4 separate regions of the Sus scrofa genome follow, and all the other regions are linked to region 3. The links are chromatin contacts, called in public Hi-C, HiChIP or PLAC-seq and promoter capture Hi-C maps. All regions are on one chromosome and are shown on one strand. The core of a region is the stretch at or near the end of the contact, and the rest is flanking DNA. Distances in the headings are between cores, read along the strand shown. Region 1 holds the start of YEATS2 (YEATS domain-containing protein 2). Region 2 holds the start of KLHL24 (kelch-like protein 24). Region 3 holds the start of PARL (presenilins-associated rhomboid-like protein, mitochondrial). Region 4 holds the start of EIF2B5 (translation initiation factor eIF-2B subunit epsilon).

Region 1 (4,384 bases), core at 276-2,775, 180 kb before region 3:
TTACAGCTGCAGCTTGTCTGGGAACTTCCATAAGCCGAAGTGCAGCCAAAAAAGGCGGGGGGGGTGGGATTTAAAGAAAAACAAATACTCCTCAGAAAACTAAATATAAAACTGCCATATGATATAGCAATCCCACTCCTGGGCATATATCCAGACAAAACTACAATTCAAAAAGATACACCCATATGTTCACAGCAGCACTACTGAAAATAGCCAAAACATGGAAACAACCTAAATGTCCATCGACAGATGAATGGATTAAGATGAGGTACATATACACAATGGAATACTACTTAGCCATAAAAAGACCAAGATAATGCCATTTTCAGCAACATGTATGCAACTAGAGATTCTCATACTAAGTGAAGTCAGAAAGAGAAAGACAAATACCATCTACCACTTGTATGTGGAATCTAATATGTGGCAAAATGAACCTATCTATAGAACAGAAACAGGCTCAGGACATGAAGAACAGACTTGTGGTTGCCAAGGAGAGGAGAGAATGAGATAGACAGGGAGTTTGGGGTTAGTAGATGCAAACTATTACATTTAGAATGGATAGGCAGTGAAAAGTCTTACCGTATGACACAGGGAACTGAGTCCAATCTCTGGGGTTAGAACATGATGGAGGATGATATGAGAAAAAGAATGTGTATATATATGTGTGTATATATATATATATCTAGGTCACTTTGCTGTACAACAGAAATTGGCACAAAATTGTAAACCAACTATAATTAAAAAATGTAAAAAAAAGCTTTTGAGTGCGCATTATGTGCAGTGCACTGGGCTTGCTATTGGAGACACAGGAGTAAATCCTTTAAAACATTTTTATTAAACATTAAATACATCCAAAAATTGATAACATATACATAAGTAAAAAAAATATATAAAGCGAACTCCCTCTAAACCTTGGTAAATCCAACGATAAATCTTTACATAGTGAGAATAGATTGAAGGGGACAGAAACAAATCTCTGGAGACCAAATGGGAGGCTACAGAATCCTCAGGAGGGGAGATGATGGGGTCTATGGCAGGGTAGGACAGAGAGAGGACAAGGCAAGGTTGCGCTTAAGAGATATTTAAGCGGCAAACAATACTTTATGGATTGTTACTAGTTGTATGACCCAGATAAGTCCTCACCTTTCCCAGACTCAGTTTCTGCATCTGTAAAATAGGTTAACAACTATAGCTATTTGTATATCTAGCACAAAGCTTGGTACAAGCACACACACAAATCATAGCTACTGCTGTTACTGCTATGTTAGCTTCATAATTGCCGGGAGAACGAATATTCTGTCTTTGGGCTGAAACTCGCTATCTTCCTCTAAGGAGTAAAATGATACACGGTGATGCCTTTACCAGAACCCGTGACTATTCTCCCCAGACAGAGTGGCCGCGCGGGGCAGTGCCGAGCAGGGCTGTGCGGCGGCGGCGGGGTGAGAGTCTGGGTCAGCTCCAGCTCCGCCGCGGCGCCGGCCCCGCCCATAACCCTGCGAGCTCCGCCTCCGGAACCGCGCGCGCCGCCGCCGCTGCCGCCGCCGCAGCGCGCGCCCCGCCCCGCCCCTGCTGGTGACGTGCGAGCCAAACGGGCCGGGCGGGCTCCACCGAGCCGTGTGCTTCCTCGGGTTCTGGGGTCGCCGGGGCCTCGTGGCGGGGCGGCTCCTCGGGGGCTTGACCTGCCCCCTCCCCTCCCCCGTGCCCTCTCGCGGTGCCCGGCGGGGCCTGCGCTTCAGCCGGAGACCCGGAAAAAGGGTGAGTGTTGGCGGGAGCAGGATGGGACCGCCTTGCGCGCGCTCCGCTCTCCGGGGCATTGTCTGGGCGGGGGCGGCGCGGGCACGTGCGTGCCCCTCCCCCACTCCGCCGCGCCCCCCGCCCCCGGCTGAGGGGAAGGAGGGGGCGGGTGACTGGCGGGGAGAGGATCCGGAGGAGGAGGTTGGGTCCGGATGAGTGTGTGCGGCGGAGGCGTCTCCGAAGCGGGAACCCGGAATTTGGGTGTGTGGAGATATCTTTTTCTTAGCGGCACCGTACTGTCTCAGGGGATAGCGGTCCCTTGAGCCCCAGTGGCCGGAGCTTTTAGGGTGTTAAACGCGGTGGCCTGTGATGGGATTGGGGATGAGATTTGGCCCCAGGACAAGCAAGTTGTGGATTTATTAGCAAGAATCCTGGAATCTCTCTCCAACCTGTCGCCTTCCCTACTGTTCCCCTCCACCGTGAAGGATGAACAGGATGTAAAAAGGTTGGAGGATATTCCGGGGATGATGCCCGAGTTTAAAGCACCAAAGGTGTGAGACAGTGCGGGGTTGGAGTGGAAGGCTTGGGAAAATGAGTACTCGGAAGAAAGGCTGGTTTGGTGGGTTGTGGCCAGATTGCAGGAAACAATGAGGTTTGTATTATAACCTTTTTCTTTTTTTTTTTTCTATTATGAAAGTAATTATGTTAACAAAAATAGCAAGTAGAGGAGGAAAATATCACCAGTAATTCTACAGCCCTGACACATCATTCTTAGAGTTTTGATATATGTTTGCTAGTATTTTCTTTTAAGCTTATAACAGTTAAGGAGTTTTAACTACAATTTTCCATTCCCTTTTCTCATTAACATGTAAAATGTGATGTAATAGCATGTAGTGTTCAGCAATATAATTTGCTCTTAATAAGCAGGGAGCACGTATTCATCATAGAAAAATTTAAAAACACAGGCAAGAAAGTGAGGAAAAGTACCCTTGTTTTTACTGTCTAGAGATATTATCACTGCATGCATATATTTGGCTGTAAATGTTCTAAGATAGGAGCAGGTGAGGGAGGCTGTTTTTAGGATTTGGGTTTTTATGAGAACCTTTGAAGATTTTAAGGCAAGTAGCATAATCTGACTACCGAGAAAGAGGGCAAAAGTGGAAGCTAGGCGATCAGTTAGTTTACAGTACCTTGGACTAGGTCCGTGGAGGTGGAGATGGAGGAGAGTAGAATGATTAACAGATATTCTCGAGGTAGAATGAACAAGACTTGGAAATGGATTGGTGAGGGAAAGGGAGAACTCTGCTTTTTGATAATTGTTTTGAGCAACTATGAGTAGATGGAGGCATTTACTGAGAAGAATGGAGAAGAGAAATTTGAGGTGGGGGAGACCATGAGTTCCATTTGGGGGTTATTAAATTTGGAATGTATACTAAATATGAAGTAGGTATGTTGAGGCAGTTGGACGTGCAGGTTTGGTGCTCCCACAAGAGAAAGCCTAGAGCTGGAGATAAAAAAGATTGGCAGAGTACTCAGTATATAGACAATATTCAAAATTATGGGACTATAGGAGATAACTTAGGGAAAGAGTGTAGGTAGAGAAGTGAAAATTGAGTGAGGCTTAGGCACTCTAATGCTTGGAGGTCTTGTTGAGGAAGAAGATTGAGCACAGGACAGAAGAAACAGCCAGTGGCATAAGAGGAAAAGCAGGAGACTGGTGTCATGGAAGCCACGAGAGAACTTCTGGAAGATGGAGACTTGCTCTGTCAATGCCAATGAAATTTTTAATGAGATACTCAATTGGATGTTATTAGTTTGGACATTGGTATTACTATCCGGAGTTCTAGAAGTGGGAGGTGTAAACAGATTGGAATAATTGAATGGACAAGAGGAAATGAAGACAGTGAGGATGAATTAGAAACAAATGGCCCTTGTTGAAGACACCTTATTTTCATCTCCACCCATACTAAATTTGATAGATGAAAAATGGTGGCTTGCTTGTTTCATTCCCTAATTCCTAGTATGTTTGAACATTTTTTTCATGGTTATTGGCCATTTGTGGATTTCTGATCCTATCATCTGCGTATATTTGTGTTTGTCATTTTTCTAACTCATTGATTTTCTCTTGTCAGGAGTTCCGTAGATTCTAAAAATATGTGGCTTGATAGCGCTCACAGAATTTTCCTCGTGTGTCCTCCTCTCCCTCCATTCCCTGGGAATAAATTAATTTATTACATATGTTCCATCAAGAAGGACATGGTTAATACCATACTTATCATTTAACTCTTACATATACTTTTTTCAATTGTAGTAAAATCCGCATAACATAAAATTTACCACCATAACCATTTTTAAATATACAGTTCAGTGGGATTAAATACATTCATAATGTTGTGTCTATCTCTACAAGTCTTTTCATCATATAAAACTGAAATTCTATATCCATTAGGCAATTACTTTCTTTTTTTTTTTTTTTTGTCTTTTTTGTTGTTGTTGTTGCTATTTCTTGGGCCACTCCCGCAGCATATGGAGGTTCCCAGGCTAGGGGTTGAATCGGAGCTGTAGCCACCGGCCTACGCCAGAGCCACAGCAACGCGGGATCCGAGCCGCGTCTGCAACCTACACCACAGCTCACGGCAACGCCGGATCG
Region 2 (4,163 bases), core at 1,638-4,137, 250 kb before region 3:
ACCCTCTGGCTCCCCTCATTCCAAGTAGCTGCCTCCTTCAAATGACAAAGCTGGATTATAAACACTGCCTAAAATACATCATGTTACAATCTTACTCAATTTCAGCAGATTGCCCCTGGACCTGACTCTGCTTCTATTCCAGGCCCAGCTGAGGAAAAGGCTGCCATGTGGCCACACTCACTGAGGTGGGGTGGGCATAACTCCCAGGACCCTCTACCAATGCCAAAACCACCTTTATTCTGGGGGCTGCCAAAGGAGTTCCCACACCCACCAGTAGGCCCCCTCCTGCCTTCAGGGCTACCATACTGTGGGTCCCCTCACTGCCTTCCATTCTGAGTTGGGATCAACCACCCTGCATCTAACCGCCCCAGAGAGCCCGAGAACTGGACTTGGACATACAGGCCAGTCCAAGTGGACCCCAGGGGGGTCTGGTGGCACTTTTCTTCTCTCTGGTCTCCTTAACCTCAAGAACCAGAGATCACTCCACCAGTTAACAGATACATACTGAACATCTACTAGGTATACTATGACAAAAAATGAAGCATCAGTCTTGACCTCAGGGATTTCAGAGGGTAGTCAGTTGGGAAAGGCATGTAAAAACAGTTGACCCTTAAACAACCAGGATTTGAATTGCACAGGTCTACTTATATGCAGGTTTTTTTCAGTAGTAAGTACTACAGTACTACACCATCCAGGGTTGGTTGAATCAGGGTTGATTGAATCTGCTGATGTGGAACCAGAGTTATGTAGGAACCGCGTATATGGGGGGCTGACCATAAGCTCTAAACAGATTTTCAGCTGCACAGAGGATCAGAGCACTTAACCCCTGTGTTGTTCAAGGATCAACTATAAACATGGGCAATTAGTGTGGTAACTGCTGGGAAGGAGGTAAAGATGGATTGCTGTGAGAAGACAGAGGGGAGACATCTCACGAAAAGGCAATGGGGAGGAATGGAGGGTTTCCCAGAGAGAAGACCCACAGACCCTCAGAACTAAGAGCAGGAGCTAGCCTAGTGAATGGGGTGAAGGGAAGGAGAGGACATAAGAGGCATAGGGAGCAGTATATAGATGCGAATGTCCTGGAGACAGAGCAAGAGTCCTGTAGGCAACCGTAGGAAGTTCACTGTGACTGGTGTTCAGGCTGCAGAAGCGAGCCCCAGAGTACATCAAGAAGAGCCTTAAATGCACTGCCAGAGAGGTGGGACTTTTATGACGCCAGTGAGGATCCATGGGTGCTGGAAAAATGAAAAGCCATACAAGAAAGGAAGTTGTATCCTGTTTAATTCATTGTTGAATAATAAATACATAGTCTTACTGACCTAAACACTAAATAATTATTTAACCAGAAAATGGATGATTGGAAGGATGGTGGACAGGGACGACAGCTTCCTTAATAGGAAATAGCCATACATTATACTGGAAGATAAATGTAAATACCAGAATAGCTCAAATAGTTGAAAGTGGCTGCTTCTGGAGAATTAAGAATGAGGAGGGGTGGGAGATGGACGACTGTCATACTACTAGACTTGTAATATTTAACCTTGTAAATACACTTTTTAGAAGGATAATTGTGTACCTATATTAATATAATTTTTTTTTAAATCTATGTGTCAGAGTTCCTGTTGTGGCGCAGCGGAACCAAATCCAACTAGGAACCATGGGATTGCAGGATCCAATCCTGGCCTCACTCAGCAGGTTAAGAATCCGGTGTTGCCCCGAGCTATGGTGTAGGTTGCAGACACGGCTCAGATCCTGCCTTGCTGTGGTTGTGGTGTAGGCTGGCAGCTGTGGCTTCAATTGGACCCCTAGCCTGGGAACCTCCATATGCTGCGGCCCTAAAATAAAAAAACTATGTGTCTATCTCAGCTTCACCACTTAATTGCTGAATGATCAGTGCCAGCTCTTTTATCCTCTCTGTGGCTTAGTTTCTTCATCTGTAAAATGGGATAATAAAACTGCCTTGCCGGGTTATTATGAAGATTAAAGGATATATGTGAAGAGCCTAGCAGTGGGTCTGGAGCTTAGTAGAAGCTCAATAAATGGTAGGCATTTTCATTTCTTAATAACATATGGAAATGAGGGCTAAAAAGCATGTTTAAAAAGCCTGGACACAAGCCTTCTTATATACACCTTTAGCCATTGGAACACATCCTCTTATTTAATAAAGACATGACTATATTCTTAAACTACAGAAGAAGAAGTTATAATTCTGATATCAGAAACGAAAAACTAGTTAAATGTTTCAAAATATGGAGGTGTACTCAGCCTTAAAAAAAATATTTCTGGAGACAAAAAAAAAAAAAAAAAAAAAAAAAAAAGCACAAAATAATGTCCTTTGGGGAATCTGCTTCAGAAAACAGGGATTTGTGACAAGGTTATCTGGTTTGCATGTACGTTTACAATAAAAAGATAACCCGAGGTGATACAGGTGACAGTGACAGATTTAAAAAGAAAAGTGGGTTCGTCTAGCTATCAGGGTTCTTGTCCTTCTCACCTCTCAGGCCCTCAGATCTCCTGACTGCATACCAAAGGATCAAATAAAAAGGTCTCTAAACCTAATCCCAAATTCTAGGGTTCTAAGAATTCTTGGTTACGTGCTTTTGCCTTGGGACGTGGCAATAAACACACGACTCATTTCTCACTGGGCTCCTCGCACAGATGCATTTCCTTAACCTATCTCTACCTAAAACAAAGTGTTTCCGAATCACCGGCTCTTAGACTGTTATCTTCCCACGCCCAGCACCCGACACCCACCCTACAACGGGAACCCCAAGTGGCCCCGGCGGCCACCCCCGGAATGAGAACTACATCTCCCAGGGTGCCCCGAGGCGGGGGAATGCCCACTCGGATAGGCCAGGGGTCCGTGACGCTTAGTGTTTTGGCCCCGACGGTCACATGTTTCCTTTGTTGTGAGCTGCGGGGAGACTGGTGGCTGGAGGAGACGCCGGCGCAGGAGAGAGCGCTGCGCCGCGGGCCGCTAAGGGACCGCTTGGGCCACCTCTGCTGGCCACTGCTGCTGGCCTCTTCCAGCCTTCTTCTTGAGGTACCCGGGGATGACAGCTCCGGGACCGGCCGAAAGGCGAGGAAACGACCAGAGCCGGGGGCGGAGGGGCGGCTGAGGTCACAACCACGGGGATGTCTGCAGGAGGGAAGCCAGCGGCGGCCGGCCTCTGGAGCCAGAGGAGGGGGGACTGAGGAGAGATTGCAGCTGGGGCTACAGGGCTCCTGTCTGGGGCGAGGCGACTCCGAGGCTCTCTTGGGGGGTCTTCAGCCCCGGTTCCGTAACAACACTATGAAAGAAAGGGCACCCCCGCCTCCTGGCACTACCGCCCCGGAACCGCGGCGTTGCTGGCGTGCCCGCCGGGGGCGGATTGGGAGGGGCCTGGTCGCCGGGGCTGGGGGCAGCTGGTGCGGATCTCCCCGCCGCCGGAGGGACTGAGGTAGCTGGCAGTGAGGGCGGGGAGAAGGGTCCCGCAACTTGCCGATGGGCTTCGAACGGACCACTGCTCTTTTTTACTCGAAGGAAGTGCCGAGAATGCGAAGGTATCAGGTCAAGCTTTCCCATTTGGTGGGGGCGACCGTTTGGTCCTGACGGGGAGGACTGACGGGGTCAAGGTGGGTCCCAGCGTAGCGGGCCAGAACAGCCCCGTAAAGAGTTGCGAAATGTGTGCGGCGCTGTCACCTGACCGTTACCCCCGCCCCCACCGTCCTGCGAGCCTTTGTTTACCGCCGCTCGCCGCAGGGCCAGCGCAGAGAACGGAGAACTGGGCCCTGGAGAGACAGTCCCTGGGGAGCCCGGGCGGGCGGGGGAGCGGGCGTTCCGTCGGCTGAGTCCCCGCCTAACCTCCCCACCTTCTCACCACTCCAGGCCTCGGTTTCTTAATTTAGTTCCTAATGGCCCCGCCCCCAGATTCTGGACGCTGGAGGCGAAGGCTGTTAACGCGGCGGGGATTGGGGGCCTGCGGCGGCTAGCGGGCGGGACGACCGGGCGAATTCCGAGCGTTTATTGGAGGGTGCCTTGTCGCTGGGTGGACGTGCCCAGGCACTTCTTCCCCGCCTCCTTGAAGGTGATCTGGAGGACGCGCGGGAGCGCGCGCGCTCGCCTCTCGTGCCGCCGCAGCACTAGAGGAGCGGGTGGCGCGCGCTCCCGCGCTGGAGGACTC
Region 3 (3,972 bases), core at 1,310-3,809:
TTGAATCTAAAGGTATACAGCCCCAAGTGCTGCTGAGAGCCATCTTACAACACCATGGAGATAGCACCCTGAGAAAACAGAGCCAACATTTAGGAAGTAGAGCCAAGCCATGGAGGAGAATGGAGTCTTGGTGACCATCTGGAACACTGGATCCTGCCTCACCAGAAGCCAAGCCTCACCTCTGGACTTTTTAACCACATAAACCAAAAAAAATCCCCTCACTGACTCGATCAATTAGAGCTGGGGACAGGATGCTTTTAGCTATAATATGAACTTCATCACACATTTAGGAAGCTTTTTTAGTTTTACACTTCTTTTTTTTTTGCTTTTTAGGGCCACACCCACAGCATATGGAGGTTCCCAGTCTAGGGGTCTAATCAGAGCTGCAGCTGTTGGCCACAGCCATGCCAGATCCAAGCCACACCTGCAACCTAGACCACAGCTCAGGGCAATGCCAGATCCTTAACCCACTGAGCGAGGCGAGGAATTGAACCAGAAACCTCATGGTTCCTAGTCGGATTCGTTTCCGCTGCGCCAAGATGGGAACTCCAACAGTTTTACATTTCTTAAAATGTAAAACCAACCAGAAAAAGCATGATAAATGTCTTCAACTGCATTGTTTGAGATTGAGCCCAAACCTCTGCTTTTTAACCATATCCCTGATTCATTCCTCTGTGATATAATTTTAGAACTTCTAGAAGTGAAAGCATACCTAATAGTTATATACAAGGAAATTCAGAAGTTCCTGGCATGGCCCAGGAGAAATGAATCTGACTAGTATTCACGAAGACGCAGGTTCGATCCTTGGCCTTGCTCAGTGGGTTAAGAATGGGGTGTTGCCGTGAGCTGTGGTGTTGACTGCAAAAACGGCTAGGATCTGGCGTTGCTGTGGTGTAGGCCAGCAGCTATAGCTCCAATTCCGATTCAACCTGCAACCTCACGGTTCCTAGTCAGATTTCTTAACCACTGAGCCACAATGGGAACTCCTATAAATGACAACTTTTAAAAACTGTGATGTTAATCATCAACGTCAATTGTATGTTTTTTCCAAATGCTCTCCAATTTTTACTGGAGGCTTCTATTTTTCCTTTACCCATGGCATATGCAAGTTCCCAGGCCAGGGGTCAAATCCCAGCCACAGCTGCAGCAACGCCAGATCCTTAACCCACTGCACCACAGTGGGAACTCCTAGACCTCCTCAGTAGACAAGTTTTTCTTTTCTTTTCCCTTCCTAACACATATCATTAATATACAACACCTGGTGCTTCCCAAGAGCTATATTCACTTTTCTTGCCTCCCAAACTCTACAATTTCAATTGGGATCTGGATTAAAGAATGAAATCAGGACCGCTGAAATCAATCACCACCTCCACCCGACCTTCTTTTCCATCTCCTCAGAAGTTTAAGACTTCTGAGTTGACAGGACTTGGCTAGGGTCTGGGAAATATAGCCTACAAACACTCCAGGTGACTTTAAGCAATGGCTCTACCACTCTGGAGCCTCAATTATCTAACATTCGTGTTTCTTGCTACCATCTACCTACCATCAATCGGGTGGATTCCGGGCACTTATCTAACTGAGGCAGAAATTAGGAAAGCTGAAACTCTGGAATAAAGAACAGTAAATAATTTCAGAACCCATACACATCAGAATCTTAGTTGAGGATTTCTCTCCTCTCAATTTAGAGTTGAATTATTCTAAGGCAAAAGCAGCCAATTACAGACAGAACATACTCTTCAAACAGCCTCCACTCGGGAACAGTCGAGTAGTTTTGTTTTCAAATCATCTGGAAACCAACTATTCCACTATCTCAATTCTTGAACAGAAAAGCCTCTCCTACAACTCCGCAAGCGTCAAAGTGATGCCCTCCTGCGATTCTGTCTTCCCTTATAAGGCTTTCTAAACGCTAAAGAAGGTAATTTGCAGTAAAACTAAGGTTTATGTAAAAACCGACGGAAAATAAAATCTTGACCCTGCCATTCGAGTAGGTGTGTTAAACTACTTCCCTTGCTGGCGGGATTATGAGGCGTGGCGCACGATCAGCCCTCGCCGATTACTGTCCCTCCCGACAGAAGAGGGGCCAGCGCGGGCTCACTGAAAGCTGGGCCGGGGCTGGTCACTATGAATCCGGGGCAGGATGGCGCGGCTAGAAGCGAGGACTGGATGGCGGCGAGAGAGGAAGTTGGGACGGAGAGAGAAGGGACGGATGTGCACAGAGGGTGAGCGGGGAGTGGCACGAGAGGCCCACACGGCCTCCGCCCCTAAAGATACACCTCCAAAGCCAGGGTCACCAGAGTCGAGAAGCCACGAGCGGCGGTCATTACCTGCGCCCGAGTAGCTGCGGCGGGGCCAGGCCCGCGGTGAGCTCCTCGCAGCTGCGGCTGCCTGCCGGTGGAGCCCATGCATGTCTGCAACCCCAGCCTCTACACGCCCAGCCACGCCACGCCATCTTCCCAACCTCTGCCCCACCATGGCCCGACCTTACCAACCCTTGCTTGGAACCACTTCCGGGGCGGAGGAAAAACCATAGAGCCCGGAGGAGCATCCTAGAGCGCCCTCGCGCGGCTGAGCCCAAGCCAGACCAACCCGAGGGACTGGGACCCGCCGGCTGGTTCTTCCAGTAACACCGGTCTGTACCTGGGAGGGCTGTGGGAGTTGGGACTGCCCTCCACCCCGCTTGCACAAAAGGCCCCGAGGAAAAAGAGAAGGGAAAACTGGTATTTATTGAGTGACGCCATGTACCAGGAACTTTACCTAAATTATTGCATTTAATCCACTTAAAGCACTCCAGAAAAAATATTATCACTGTCTTTACCATGTTTCTGAGGCCCAGAGGGAAGTGAGAGGAAGAACCAAAATGGTAACGGAAGTTTTCTGAAATTACTACTCTTTTTTGTGCATCTCACTATTTCATGTTATGATACACTGAAGAGGATCCAAACCTGACTTGAAAATCTGAATTGTAGATAAAATTTAGACTTCATGATCAGTCTTTGCCTCCCTGTCAGTCAGCTTTATTTCCTTCCACTCCTCCTTCTGACTGTAGCTGCAGCCATGCTAAGTCATCCGCAGTTTCTGAAAGGCATTGCTTTTCCAGCTCCTACTTCTCGAAAGTTCATATACCATCCTCACTGCCTGAAACACTTTTCCATTCTCTCTCTGCCTAACCAATCCTTCAAACCAACCTCAATCATCAGGTTTTTTAGGAGGCTGTAAGGGAGGAAAAGTTTCCCTCCGTTCTCTTAGGATCCCTGGCTGGGCCTGAAAATTAAACTGGCAAAGGCTAATAGGAGAAGAGCATGAAAATTTTGTAGACATTTTGCATGTACTTGGGAGTCTTCACAAGAGAATTAAGACCAGAAGAAGTGACTAGAGCTGAAAGTATTTAAAATTTGTGTAGAATTGGCAAGATAATGGGTCTTGGGTTAGGGGAAGACCAACTAGAGCTAGGTAGTCCTTATCTTCCTTAAGTGGGAAGGTAAGAGTTAGGTTAACAAGGTTTGTTTGCAGATTACACTGGTGTTTCTTGTTGAACAATAATATTAGTGATTATTAATAAATAATTATTAATGATAATCAGTATCAAGACTACAAAAAAAAACCAAGTGTTTTATTTGGGGGTCTTAAGAATTGCAATTTGAAAGACTGAAAAATTGAAAAAGTGTTCAAGGAAGAGAGAGTCAGGAGCTTAAAAAGGCAAAATCCATGTGGTTGTGCAAGAATTATGATCGACCCTGAAGCAAGAAAGGAAATATTTGTTCTTAAAGGATAGGTTCTCACCAGTTATTTTAGGATAAAGGTCCAATAAGTAAATAGGCTGCCATGAAGTATTTTAGGGTGAGAGTTGGATAATTATCTTGAGTTTCTGAAACATTGAGCAGATGATCTGGATTCTGGCTTTAAGACAATAAGATTCCATACAGGTTGAGACATGCAAAAGTGACCTCCTGGCTCCATTTTAGACAGCTCTCT
Region 4 (4,089 bases), core at 999-3,498, 250 kb after region 3:
CTTGATTTGCACTTCCCTAATAATTAGTCATGTAAAGTATATTTCATGTGCTTGTTGGTCATTTGTGTATCGTTTTTTGAGAACTGTCCATTCAAATCCTTTACCCATTTTCGTTTTGTTGTTGTTGTTGAATCGAATAACTTTTAAAGCTGAAAAAGCTTAACGAGGAAGTTCCCTTCATGGCTCAGCTATTAACAAACCCAACTAGCATCCATGAGGATGTGGGTTCCATCCCTGACCCAGCTCAATGGGTTAAGGATCTGTGTTACGGTGAGCTATGGTTGTAGGTCTCAGACTCGGCTCAGATCCAGCATTGCTATGACTGTGGTGTAGGCCAGCGGCTATAGCTCCGAATCGACCCCTAGCCTGGGAGCTTCCATATGCCTCAGGTGCTACGCTAAAAAGCAAAAAAGAAAAAAGAAAAAAAAAAGATTAAAGAGTCCAGAAAGAGTTTCCCTAAGGCCCACCCACTAAAACCTTATCTATCCGGCTACCAGTCTACAGAATTACAAACCCTGGATTTACCTCTCACACTTTCAGAAGTGTCACAAGTCATTTAAAATTTTCTACAATTGGACCTACTTTTCATACTCTCATCACAGTTCCACTCCACCGCTTGTGCGTGCTCGCAAATTACTAGTCCTGTTTACTCACCCTTCTTGTTTCTTTTTTCCTGTGGATTTGTAGCACAGTCCAACACCTTCTACAATGTACACTCACTTAATTGAAAACTTTTACTGACTTGCCTTCTGCAGGCTAAAATTTCCAAAATTCTTAGGAAATGGTCTTTCACTTAACGCCATCATTAACTGGTAAAGGGAAGAAATGAGAGACTCCTTGGACCCACGAGGAGTGTGCCTGAGTACCACCGGTCCAGCTGCTGCCCCAAAGGGAAAACAACAAATCTCAGCCCTTCCAACCCCAAATCCTGACGTGCAACACAGCCCTCGGGTGGGAACAAATTGTGCAGAAACTTTGCAGGATGGTGGAATTCCAACGAAAAGAGTGAGGTACCTTGCAGGAAAGCTTCTTGCCCACCAAAGGACACCCAACCCGCCTCACCTCGCTTCCACCACATCCCCGAGGTCCCAAGCTTCAGCAGGCCTGGCTTACCAGCTCAGCCACTGCCTCTTTCCCCAAATGCTGCTGCTCCTCGAGCACCTTTGCACTTCTGTCACCAAGGTTTGCTGCTTACCTTGGGGATCTACTCAATTTTATAGTATTCTTGGGAGTTCCCATCGTAGAGCAGCAGAAAGGAATCCTAGTAGGAACCACGAGGATGCAGGTTCGATCCCCAACCTCACTCAGTGGGTTAAGGATCCTGTGTTGCCGTGACCTGTAGTGTAGATCGCAGACGCGGCTTGGATCTGGCGTTGCTGTGGCTGTGGTGTAGGTTGGCAGCTCTAAGTCCTATTTGACCCCTATCATGGGAACCTCCATATGCCGTGGGTGTGGCCCTAAAAAGACAAAAGACAGAAAAATAATAATACAGTGTTCTTGGACCCACTCCATGGGGTTTCAATAAATGCTTGACATGCTGAATGAATGAATGAAGATGTCAAAAAATAGTAAATTTTTGGCCATGCAAAACTTGGCAGAAAGATTGTAGAGCTATGACGTCTTACAGATTGGGTTCCAATACCAGTTCTTCCATCTACTAGCTGAATGAACTTCATCCCACTGAGAGTTCCAGAAATGTTTGTTGAATGAATGAGTAAAAGGTTCTCCAAGATGTGTGACGAAGTAAGTGCAATAACGCTTGTATCATTCCTGTCCACAATCAGCGCTTTACCAGAGTTACTACTCTCTCTACTATTCCGCGTTCTGTATTCACATAGACTGTTAGTCCCCTGAGGGATAGGAATGTCTGACTCAGTTCTGAATTCCCCAAGGTGCCAGGTCACATTAGGTGACGAGAATAAAGACGGAGGACCACAATTTTTGAGGTGCTCAGGTGGCTGGGGTGGGGGGGTGGCAGAGAAAATTACACATCCAGAAAGGTTCTGGCCGTTTCGCAAAGACCAGAAGTCTCATTATCCCGCAAGAACCTCAGCTTGCTCACGTACAAATGACGGCCGACTCTACTTGCCAATAGACTCTGCAGTCCATAGGACCCCAGGCCCAGGCGCCTCAACAGGTCACCTTCCGCAGCGCTGGGCCGCAGACCTCACTCCTCCCTGCCCAACCTCTGGGCTGAGGAAGACGCATGCGCACTCCTCTCTCCGCGGCTCCTCCCGCCCTTCCTTCTCTAGTCCTTCGCGTTTCGAGTGCTAGGTCTTTTTGTCCCTTACTGCTTGCCGTGTCAGTTTCCGTGCGGAAGTGGTGGCCGTGAGAGAAGAAGATGGCGGCTACTGTGGTGGCGCCGCCTGGTCCGGTGCCTGGTCGAGCCAACAAGCGCAGCGGCAGCGGACAGGGTGGCGGCGGCGGCGGCGGGGGGGCAGCCAGAGGGGCAGAGGAGGAACCGCCGCCGCCCCTACAAGCAGTTCTGGTGGCCGACAGCTTCAACCGCCGTTTCTTCCCTATCTCCAAGGACCAGCCTCGGGTGAGCGCCGCACGCTTGGAAGCTGCCAGAGGGCCTGGAGGTGGCGGGGCTATAGCAAGTTATCCCTTCGGCTTCCTGGTGAGGCGGGCTCTGGAAGGACTTGTGTCCACTCTCTCTCTCAGAAATCGGGTTTATCTGATTATGAGGAAGGCGAGGAGACCGTCTAAAGCCCTGACGATTGCCTGACCAAGTGAGTGGCTGGCAGATTTGAGCACTCGTCGTGCTGTCCACCTCAGGTTTGGGAGCTCTGCAAAGGGCTGATGCAGAAGCAGTGCTTGTGAGAAGCCTTCATTCTGGGATTCAGTGCCTCAAGAGGAGGCTGCGCTGGCTTTATGCAGAGGATAATAAGATCGAGTGATGAAAGGGAATGTCACCTCCTTTTGCCTCCAAAAGGGAGATCATATTGTCGTCCCCCCCCCCAAAAAAAAAGAGCAGACTTGTATAGTGTGGTTTTTTTGGTGTTTCGTTTTGTTTTGTTTTTGTCTTTTTGCCATTTCTAGGGCCTCTCCCGCGGCATATGGAGGTTCCCAGGCTAGGGGTCTAATCGGAGCTGTAGCCACCGACCTACACCAGAACCACAGCAACACGGGATCCCAGCCGCATCTGCCACCTACACCACAGCTCATGGCAACAACGGATCCTTAACCCACTGAGCAAGGCCAGGGATCAAACCCATAACCTCATGGTTCCTAGTCGGATTCGTTAACCACTGAGCCACGAGGAGAACTCCAAGTGTGCTTTTTTTTCTTCCCAGGTTTTAATGAGAGCCAATGCCATATGTCAAAAGAAGAACAGAACGGGTTTAATGGCTGGTTGCCAACATCCCTGCATTGTCTAGAAGCTGGGGAATTGGCCTCAGCTAGTCCTAGGGATTGCTGGGTCACTCAGCAGTCCCCAGTTCAAAGAAAGGGACTTGGCATTCAATTCAGGAAAAGTCCTCTTTGACTCTTCACTTCCTCCAAATAGTCTAATGACTGTTTATTTTGGACAAGTGATGGGGATGACTAGCCCTTGCCTCTTAGAAAAGGATCAAGAAAAGAAATTTTAGGAGTTCCCATCGTGGCGCAGTGGTTAACGAATCCGACTAGGAACCATGAGGTTGCGGGTTCGATCCCTGCCCTTGCTCAGTGGGTTAATGATCCAGCGTTGCTGTGAGCTGTGGTGTAGGTCACAGACGCAGCTGGGATCCCCACATTGCTGTGGTTCTGGTGTAGGCTGGCAGGTACAGCTCCGATTAGACCCCTAGCCTGAGAACCTCCATATGCCGCGGGAGCGGCCCAAGAAATGGCAAAAAAAAAAAAAGAAAAGAAAAGAAAAGAAATTTTGTAGAGAAAAAGGCCTCAGTGGTGCTTAAATTTCTGGAGATATGATTGATCTCTAGTGTTACCCTTTGTCAGGAGTAGTCTCCTGTTCAGTACCAGCTCTGTGTCTGATGCTAAGCATGTAGATTCCATGCTTACTATGTCTGAACTGCAACACATTAGACTGATGTTTAGAGCATGCCATGAACATCAAAGGCAGGAGCCTGATTACTTTTAAATAGGAAA

What was found. Promoter capture Hi-C pulls out the DNA fragments that hold promoters and counts their contacts. A called contact is a pair of places that touch in the nucleus more often than the background predicts. HiChIP or PLAC-seq counts read pairs in DNA pulled down with a chosen protein or histone mark.
Region 1: a contact with region 3 is called in a promoter capture Hi-C map of fetal liver, with 3 times the contacts expected there. The contact joins the promoter of YEATS2 here to the promoter of PARL in region 3. A contact is called at or near these places in 2 of 5 promoter capture datasets (fetal liver and liver), 2 of 47 Hi-C or Micro-C datasets (embryonic fibroblasts and liver) and 1 of 2 datasets of contacts at active chromatin or transcription factors (alveolar macrophages).
Region 2: a contact with region 3 is called in a Hi-C map of embryonic fibroblasts, with 2.2 times the contacts expected there. The contact joins the promoter of KLHL24 here to the promoter of PARL in region 3. A contact is called at or near these places in 3 of 47 Hi-C or Micro-C datasets (embryonic fibroblasts, fetal heart ventricle and skeletal muscle).
Region 4: a contact with region 3 is called in an H3K27ac HiChIP or PLAC-seq map of alveolar macrophages. The contact joins the promoter of EIF2B5 here to the promoter of PARL in region 3. A contact is called at or near these places in 1 of 5 promoter capture datasets (liver) and 1 of 2 datasets of contacts at active chromatin or transcription factors (alveolar macrophages).

Annotation. Positions count from the first base shown.
Region 1 is chr13:121,636,298-121,640,681 of Sscrofa11.1, forward strand. It overlaps YEATS2 (YEATS domain-containing protein 2), which reads left to right and starts at 1,526. Exons shown (of 31, transcript XM_021069912.1): 1 at 1,526-1,755.
Region 2 is chr13:121,561,961-121,566,123 of Sscrofa11.1, forward strand. It overlaps KLHL24 (kelch-like protein 24), which reads left to right and starts at 2,888. Exons shown (of 9, transcript XM_003132561.5): 1 at 2,888-3,043.
Region 3 is chr13:121,811,120-121,815,091 of Sscrofa11.1, forward strand. It overlaps PARL (presenilins-associated rhomboid-like protein, mitochondrial), which reads right to left and starts at 2,560. Exons shown (of 10, transcript XM_021069926.1): 1 at 2,490-2,560. The coding sequence starts at 2,545.
Region 4 is chr13:122,058,160-122,062,248 of Sscrofa11.1, forward strand. EIF2B5 (translation initiation factor eIF-2B subunit epsilon) reads left to right here and starts at 2,249. Exons shown (of 16, transcript XM_021069943.1): 1 at 2,249-2,542. The coding sequence starts at 2,342. It overlaps LOC106507270 (a long non-coding RNA gene), which reads right to left and starts at 1,323. Exons shown (of 3, transcript XR_002337773.1): 1 at 1,196-1,323.